Regions from separate parts of the Aedes aegypti genome. Here region 2 is linked to region 1. A link is a contact called in public Hi-C data. All regions are on one chromosome and are shown on one strand. Each heading gives the region's core, a stretch centred on a gene start, on an enhancer-like site or on the middle of the called end of the contact. The rest is flanking DNA. Distances are from core to core; before and after follow the strand shown.

Evidence for each region. Hi-C and Micro-C count contacts between places; a contact is called where the count stands out from the background.
Region 2: a contact with region 1 is called in a Hi-C map of whole pupa, with 2.8 times the contacts expected there. The contact joins the promoter of LOC5575721 here to the enhancer-like site in region 1. A contact is called at or near these places in 2 of 2 Hi-C or Micro-C datasets (whole body and whole pupa).

What each region holds. Positions count from the first base shown.
Region 1 is chr3:147,217,093-147,221,762 of AaegL5.0, reverse strand. It overlaps LOC5575721 (regulator of gene activity), which reads left to right. Exons shown (of 8, transcript XM_001655776.2): 4 at 1,721-1,943. Among protein-coding and RNA genes, the nearest start is that of LOC110679472, 22 kb to the right of the region's middle. Within about 2 kb of position 1,497, at least 3 of the 3 cell types and tissues checked have open chromatin away from gene starts, as enhancers often do.
Region 2 is chr3:147,267,223-147,271,809 of AaegL5.0, reverse strand. It overlaps LOC5575721 (regulator of gene activity), which reads left to right and starts at 1,478. Exons shown (of 8, transcript XM_001655776.2): 1 at 1,478-1,690.

The DNA.
Region 1 (4,670 bases), core at 248-2,747:
TTCAGCTGTTCAATGAGCACTTCCATAGTTATTAACTGAGAGCTTTCTTTGCTGGAGTTGTCATTTCCGAATTCGTATATCGTGTGGCAAGTGCAATGATATTCCATGCCCAGGGACGTCAAGGAAATTTCCAAATTTTTTTTACGAAATCCTGGAACCGGGAATCGAAACCAGACATTTTCAGTATGGCTTTGCTTTGCAGCTGCGCACTAGAACCACTCGGCTAAGGAAAGTTCCTTAGCATACCTCAAGAAATAATTACAGAGATTCGTTCAGGAATTCATCTTCTAAGACATCTTCAAGAGTTCAAGAATTCTTTCAGAGATCCTTGTAGGAGTTGAACAAGGTTATACAGAACTTAAACATGTTCTATCAATTCGGCATTTTCTAAAAGTCAACAGTTCGAACCGACCCTGCATCCATGGAAGAATGTCTGAAAAGAAAGCATTGAAGACTTCATTTCTAAGGTAATTTCTGGAGCGATTCTTGAAGGAACCTTAGAAATAATCTCACGAGTAATTCCTGATAGCATTCTTAGTGAAAGTTTTGGTTGAATTCTCAAAGAAACCCTAAACAATTTTGTAGGAAATTTCTGGAGGCATTTTTGGAAGAAATCCTCAAGAAATTGGTGGAAGAATCAACAGATAAATTCCTGGAGTTTCCGTTAAAAAATCTTAAAGAGTCTTCGCAGGAATTTCTGTTGGTATCCAAAACGGAATACGTGAAGGAATTTCTTCGGAGAATTACCGGAATGAAACATTGGTTAAATACTTAAATAATTTCTAATGAAACTACTAAACAAAACCTTGAACAATGATAACACTAATACTTAGCGTAGTTTTACAAGCATTTGTTGTAATAGTCTTAGAAATATTTTTAGGGAAATGTGATTCTATAAGAAATAAAACTCTTTGTCATGATTCCTGTTAGGTTTCTTTTTTATTCATATTCGATCTTTTTTGTCTATTTTTAGTTCCTGTTTGGTCTTTCTTTGACTCTTTTTCAGGCAAAAAGTGTTTAAAGTTCCTATTTTCGAGAGACTCAGTCGCTATCAGACCTGTTTTTATTTTGTTTTTCGAGGTCGATAAAATCAGGCTACTACTGTAGGAGCGCAATAGGCACCAGGGCAAGGGAAGGCGAACGATTGGATTCCGTTGGCAGAAGCACGTACGACGAGGAACCGTGATGTTGTGCTACGAGCAACGGAGAAGGAAGAAAAAACTAAACGGGTGTAAACAACACACCGAAGTGTTATCTCATCTTCTTCTTTTGACAGAACTCAAGTTGCAGAAAGAAAACGCAGTACCTACCTAGTGCCACAAAATGCGAACATTAGCCGTAAATAAATTACCGACGGTACGCTTCCAAACGTGCTCGACTTTCTTCCTACTAAAAAGATGACACTATTTTGGATGGTCATTCATAAATCCTTCCGCAGCGATGTAAAGTGCATGATGAGAGTGGACAGGGGATGAGAGGCGAAATATTTGTGTAGATATTCCGCTTCGGTGTTATCGCGGAAGGCAACATACTCTACACCGCATATGCTACGCAAAAGAGCGGAGCTTTGGTTAAGTGCGCAATTTATATTCTTCTCCTTATTCTTTAATCTATCACAGAATGCACGTGCTTGGTATTGTTTTTGAAATCACTGTCGAATGAAAAACTTATGTTTTTAACGTGAAAACCTTTCCCCCATCATCCCGATTTGTCGTTTCAGTCTAACATGGTCTCGTTCATGCAGTCACGAGGATATGGATCTCAAAGCGGGAATAGCATCAACAATTTCCATAGCGTGTTCGACAACGGTACGGCGGAGACGGGAACTCCTCCACTGCTCGACCTGTCCGAGTTTCCATCGCTCACGAACGCGCGGGGTGGCCAGAACGATCAATCGTTACCGCAGTCGAACGCACTGCAGCCTCCCGGGAGTAAACCGTATGGTAAGTAAGGCAACTCTCGCCCCGTGGAGAATAGTACCGATTGGTGATGTCTCGTGATATGCACATTGTGCATTTGTACTCTCTTGTCCCATACTTTGGAACGAAATGGATACTTTTGGAACAAAAGAGTACAACTGCACCACCTGTTTACGCTTGACTTATGAACGACTTTTTTGAATTTCGAGGTGAATTTGTTTGAAGCTAAAAGTTATAAATATTCAACATGTCAAAAGCACAATTTGTTTTTTTTTTGAGATATTTGTAAAATGAAAAAGTGGACCATTTACAAGGGCGCCATTCACCGCTCATTTAACAGCTTTTCAACACATTAAATTCTGTCAAAAATCTTTTTTTTTTTATATTTTCCGCAACATCAGCGGTGATCAAACAGCGTCCCACCGAGTGATTGTGTAAAATACACAAAAAAAGCTGTTCATAGATAATATTGAAGTTACAGTCAAGATTCAGTAGACTTTTTGAAAAGGTAACACTGCGGAACACGTTTTTGTCTCAAGCACCAAAATACCGCTATTTACTTAATTAAGAGTTGCTGAGTCCATTACCGTTTTCAAAATTATCATAGCACGTCTAGATTTTTAGATATTGGCTGTTGAAAATGCCAAATTTGACTATTTCAGCCAACTTGCATGCAAGTTTTCCAACTTGTACGGCAATTTATTTGCTTGATTTGCCACAGAATTCATACTTCATGTCTATAACTACACTTATCAACAAAGTTTGTAATACTATCGATGCTCGAAAGTATTTTTTTTTAAGTTTAGAAAAGTATTGTATTCTGCCATATAAGAGAACCGAAGTATTTTCTATGGAGAATGCCAGCATGTTAAAATAAATCGATTTTATCTAAATTTAATCGTGAAATTTCAACCATATTATATGTGTAATGAAAGTTAAAGTCCTATTCTGCATGTTTGGTGGATTAGATCACTAAAAAGTTTGATAAATTATACTTTAAATTTTATGTAAACATCGAAGAAACCTGTGTTTCATACAACTTTGACGACCTGTAGTTAAAAATTGTGACGTGCTAGAACATTTCAGAAAACGGCATCAGATTCAGCAATCGCAAATCTACTAGAGACACATAAGGCAGCGTCCATTTATTACGTAACGCTAAAATTGAAAATTCTTGACCCCCTCCCCCCCCCCCTTTCGTAACGCTTTTTGTATGAAAAATTTCAAATTTTTGTATGAGCCGTAACGCTTGACCCTACTCCCCCCTCCCCCTAGAGCGTTATGTAATTTGTGGATACCGCCTAATTTGATTCTTGAGATTCGCCAAAATTTCATTTTTGTTACGCTGTGTAATTTTGAACAGAATGATGGTTCACATCAACGAAAATTCAATTGTTGCCAATGATCAGTTTGGATTCCGACATGGACATTCGATCACTCATCAATTTTTACGTGTAGTGTAACAAATTTGATTCGTTCCAACAAATCTGAAGGCTGACCTTGCTCATCTAGACATAGAAAAAGCATTAGACAGTGTTTGGCATGAAACTTGATCGTAAAATAAAAAAAAATAATTTCCTAACGTACATTGTTAGAATGATCCAAAGTTATCTGTCAAATCGTACACTTAGTTAATTATCAAAACTCCAAGTCTGTGAGACTTCCTGTAAGAGCAGGTGTCCCTCAATTCCTGGGGAGCAATTTTATACAATATTTTCACATCTGACTTACTTGAGTTACCTCTGCCAAAGAACGAAGCCTGCGTGTCATCTATTATAGAGATCTATAATCTGTAATAGTAGATTGCAAAAAAGTTTGAATATTTTTTCTTCATACTTGGAAAATTGACAGATTTCTCCTAATGCCTTCAAAACTAAGCTTAAAATATTCTCACTTATAACTAATAACTCTAATAACTCTTTATTTGAAACCTTCTAGTAGGGCTCCAATAAAGGGCTCATGCTAGACAAAAACGTAACTTTCAAAAATCACATTGAGAGCATTCAAGCCAAATGTAACAGCTGGATAATTTAGATTTTTTTTCATAACAAACAGTTTTGGGATTAGATTTATGACATGTTGGACACGATAGCCAATGATACTTCACGAAAATCAGAATACAAGGAAATCCATCTACGATTGATTTGGTCTTAACCGATTCTAGTCATCTTTGTAGCCAACTGATTACACATGCTGATTTTGATTCTGATCATGTCCCTGTTACATTTCAAATATCCCAAGAAGTGATTCTCAATCCTATCAGCTCCACTTTCAATTATTTACGAGCAGACTGGAATATATATAAAACGTATGTTGACTCTAATCTTGATGTTAACATTTCTTTAGAAACTAAACTTGATATTGACAATGCTCTTGAAACTTTAACAAATTCCATTGTTGAAGCCCGGAGCATTGCAATTCCAAAATGTGAAGTAAAATTTGAATCCGTGATTATAGACGATGATCTTAAACTCTTGATCCGCCTTAAAAACGTGAGGAGAAGGCAATTTCAACGCACTCGCGATCCTGCTTTGAAAATTATATGGCAGGATTTGCAGAAATAAATCAAGAAACGTTTTGCTCAATTAAGAAACAAAAATTTTGAAAATAAAATTTCTCAATTGGACCCTGGCTCTAAGCCCTTTTGGAAATCATCTAAAATCTTGAAAAAACCTCAGAAGCCAATACCGGCATTGAAAGAGGAAAACAAATTATTACTAACTAATTGCGAAAATGCTCAAAAACTTGCTA
Region 2 (4,587 bases), core at 229-2,728, 50 kb before region 1:
AGTGGTCTGAGTCAAGGGTATGTGCACTCTGTACACCACTTGAGCAATTTAACAAAAATTGCTCAAGTACAGTGCTTGGGCTGGTTTTAGTGGGACGTCATTGGTGCGGCATTCCCACATTCCCTGAGTAACATTCTTAGATGTCTGTTTGCAGATTTTCTCATTGTAAAACTAACCGTTTTTAAGCACTCTGAATTTTTGGCGCGTTCTAGGCTTCTTCCATTGTGAACGTAAATTGGAACGTGTGGAACTGGAACGAACAGATAGAAAGATAAAATTAAGAAAAAACACTTTCTTTTGTGATACAAACAGGAATTCGGCTCCATCGACAGCCACCGGGAAACTGTGGCATTTTTGGTTTGTGATGGAATTGGGGTGATACACTTTTTGCACCCTTAATAAGTGACAGGAGGGGCAAAGCATTTTTGGCATTTTTGTTTCCTTAGACATGGGAGGTTTTTGCTATCAAAATTGTCTGAAATTTAGCAGTATGATGCTGTTTTGAAAATACAGGTTCATAGGGCTCATTCACAAATTTCATAACGCTAAAGGGGGTGGGTGGGTGTCCTCATGATGTTACGGCTCATACAAAATTTGTAGAGTGTTCATACAAAAAGCGTTACGAGGGGGTGGGTGGGTGTCGAAAATGGCTTTTTTCGGCGTTATGAAATAAATGAATGAGCCCATATTGTGTTTGATAACTCCCATAGGTCGAAGAAAAAAACAATGCAATTCTCTAATTAGTTTCAAAACCTAAGACTAACTAACGCTTTGATACTTCTTCTTCTTCTTGACATTACGTTCCCACTAGGACAGAGCCTGCTTCTCAGCTTAGTGTTCTTATGAGCACTTCCACAGTTATTAACTGAGAGCTCTCTTTGCTTAAGTTTCCATTTTCGCATTCGTATATTGTGTGGCAGGTACAATCATACTCTATGCCCAGCGAAGTCTAGGAAATTTCTATTATGAAAAGATCCTGGACCGACCGGGAATCGAAACCGGACACCTTCAGCATTTGCTTTGTAGCCGCGAACTCTAACCACTCGGCTAAGGAAGCCCCCTCCCCCCTTGATACTCTAAAAAATTCAGTAAGAAAATAAGTAAATGAAAAACGAATACTGAACCATTTAATACCACCAGAGCTTGTATCATTTGATAGATACACGTATTTTGAGTCGAGTTTTAACTTCAAATTCATTGATAAAAGATCTTCGACAAGTCGAGTCTAGCACACGACACTGAAGACGGCCTTACAGTTGAGGTCAACATTGAAATGGTAATTCTGTTTTTATTCACTTATATAAATCGTTATTTTAAAATCTTTTGAAATAATTTACAGGATTTTAATGTACCTCATCACAGTTCCCAGTCTTTTCGCCATCTGTGCTAGTTCGCCCATCTGCCATTTTGATCGCTCCGATTCGCTTGCACAAAACTCGCAAGAGTGGGACGCCTCTCTCTCTGGATCGGTTCACGCAACCCAAAAAAAAATAGCCTCTCACGGTTCCGTATCTCGCAGCAGCAGCAAGCAGCGCACATATTCCAATATGTCAGCCATTGTTTGAAACTGAACCTACTATCCCATTTTGCAAAGGCGATTGTTCCTGGCAATTTTCGATCAATTTTTCGCGTTTTTCCCGTGCAAAGTTCGGCCAGTTCGGTGCGGCAGCGTTTCGGTGTGAAATCTACGGTAAAAACGAGCTCTGTCCGGGTGGGGATCGGTCCGAAAACGGGTGCATCATTTTGGATGTGGATTTTTTTTTCTGCTTCCTCCCCTTGTGCCGTGTCCCGTGTGTGTGACGACGAGAGGGATTCCCTTTCCCATCGTACAGAAGTGGCCTCAAAAGATCTGGCCTACGGAGGGACATTCCCAAAAGTGGCCATAAGCTGCAGAAGCAGCAGTTTACTCGATTCCTGAATTTGTGTGTGTGAAAGTGGCAGAAGCTTGAGAAGCAAGAGCTAACAAAAAAGTGGATTGAAGTTTTTTTTTTAATGATACGCTTTTCCTCTATGCTGCTGGAGGAAAACCCAGTGAAGAAGAGCAGCTAATCGATCGTCGAACGGACCGAGCAGCAGAAGCAGTAGCTACGGAGAAAAAAAAAGGGAAAAACGGTTCCAGCACAGAGACGTGGAACTCCTGAACTGAAGAGAAGGAGAAGTGTGTGGCAAGTGCGTGTTTGCGCAAAAAAAAAAGGGAATAGAGAATCTCGGTCAGGACAAAAGTGGTTACGGCAAGGGAGTTCTGATAAAGTGTCCTGGTCCTGGATGGTATTTAGTGTGCAAGCAGAGGGCTATACCTATCTATAATATAGCTGCGGGGGAGTATTTTTGTTAATCCTTTTCGAATTGGTTGGAAATGGGAAATCCGAGGCAAGTGAATTGATCTCTTACTAGGTAGTATTTGATACAGGGAAGTTCTGATAAAAAATTTGGAACATTGCTGTCCTCTTGTATTACACGGGTTCTGTAAAAAAGAGTAGCGGTGCAGCCAATGAACGCTGTGTTCTTCTAGAATAAGTTTTTGTACATACATTCTGTAGTAGATTTTCGCCCTTGGCAAGTTAGCTACTAGGGGAAGAACACCATAATATTCTGTAAAGAATTGGGTTTCACAAGATATGCTTTGAACATTATCTCTAGGATCTCTAACCAGTAATGTTATTTTCTGGTTTTACCCCAAATTTGGGTCATAATCAATAAATATAGGAAAGTGATGTGTAAATTGAAGAGATACTCATTTTTCGTTCAAATTTAGCTATTGGAAACTTATATGAAAGATAATGATATGTAATTATTACAGCGTAACATATATGCGTTTAGAAAATTATAAAAAGATAAAAAGACTCTAATTTTATACACAAATAATGGAATCAGTACCGAACCAAAATCAAGACCAACAATTGAAAAGGCCTCAAGTCCAAAATGTAAACAAATAGGTTTTCTGCTGATTTCAGTGTATAAGAGCCTATTCTTACTAAAACATACAATAGTCGTTGAAAAATATGCATAAAAGTTGAAAAACTAACATTTTTCTAAAAGGCCCCATCTCATTTTCCGCTAACCAGGATATTCAATGCAAATGCGGCCTTTTCTCAAAAAGGCCTCATTTCTATATCTGACGGAAACCGAGTTGAGGCCTGTTAAACAAACATCAAAATTGCAATGTAGATTGCGAAAAACGTTCCAAACTCACTAAGTAGATGCAGGTTATACTACGGAGCGACTGCTCCTTGTATTATTTTATACAGTGGTTGTCTAAACGGCGAACATTATCGGGTTCCTGTAGACTGATGTATTTTGTATCATACTACCTAATAATACCTGTGTCAGCCGGTCTGTACTTCACAGACAATCAACAAAAACACGATTTGGTTTCAATTGCATGAAAAATAACGTTCAATTGCAATATTATTTCAATTGAACCAATATTTCCATACATTTTCTCGACGACAAACTCGCGTAGCACATACATAATGTTCATGGATGACGAAGGGTTCAATCAATCACATATTTAATCGACCGCACGAATCTTCTCTTGCTGTAGGGATCTCCATGTACTTTACTTCATCACTTAACACTCTTCTACACTTCAAATTTCTTATTTCATCATCAATTTTGAATGATTTTCAAAAGGCCACATCAGAAGATGATGAAAAAACAAGCCACAACTAGAAGGCCTCAACACATTTTAGAGTAAACAAAGGCGTCAACTCACAGGCCTCATCAGCGTCGGCCGGCGTCTAAGGCCACAAATGAAAAGGGCTGCACAGCTTTTGGTGAAATAAAAGCCTCATTTCCTTTGACTCGTTTTTTTAGCAGGATTTTTTGCTAAAATGATAGTAATGAATATTCATAGCTATAAATCAGTTTATCTATCGACTTTCTGGACGATAAAATAACATACAATGCTTAAATTCATAATTTAAATTTGATTTATTGTTTGACAAAACAAGATTGCATTTTTCTCATTGTGTACTTTTTGGAGATGAGGCCTTTTGAATTGTTAGTCTTGAAATATCAAATAAGGTATTGTGGGCAGGGTGTCTACTATCTGCAAGAAACTGGAATTACCTACATGGAAATATTATTGAATCTGCAGAAAACTGGAATTCTCAGGGGATTTCGATAACAATGAGAAACATTTCTTTGAGGCAGTAATCCATGGTAGAAAATGTTCATGACAGAGGATTTTTGCGTCAAAACCCTCGCTATCCAAACGCTCATTCTCAGGGTTGGGATTTTTGTCGACTTCCCAAGACGTGATTTAATTTTATAAATAATAATTAATCAGTACTGGATTTACATATCTGCATGCAACATTTTTAAAATTAATTAATATTGAAAAAAAAACTAGAAAACTGTTTATGCGGAAGAAATCTGGAATTCAAACCACTTTCAATTTAAAATGTCGAAACAAGCAATTTCAGGGCTGGTAGCAGGTCTCTTGTTAGAGACTTGCTCTCTCTTTTTATGCAAGTTTTCCAAAAAGTATCTGTTTTTCATGAAAGGTCTTTTTTTGTCTTTTCACTTTGGGGGGCTCCTACAGGGATCTCTCCAGAAATTCTCTTAGAGATTCCTCTACCAATC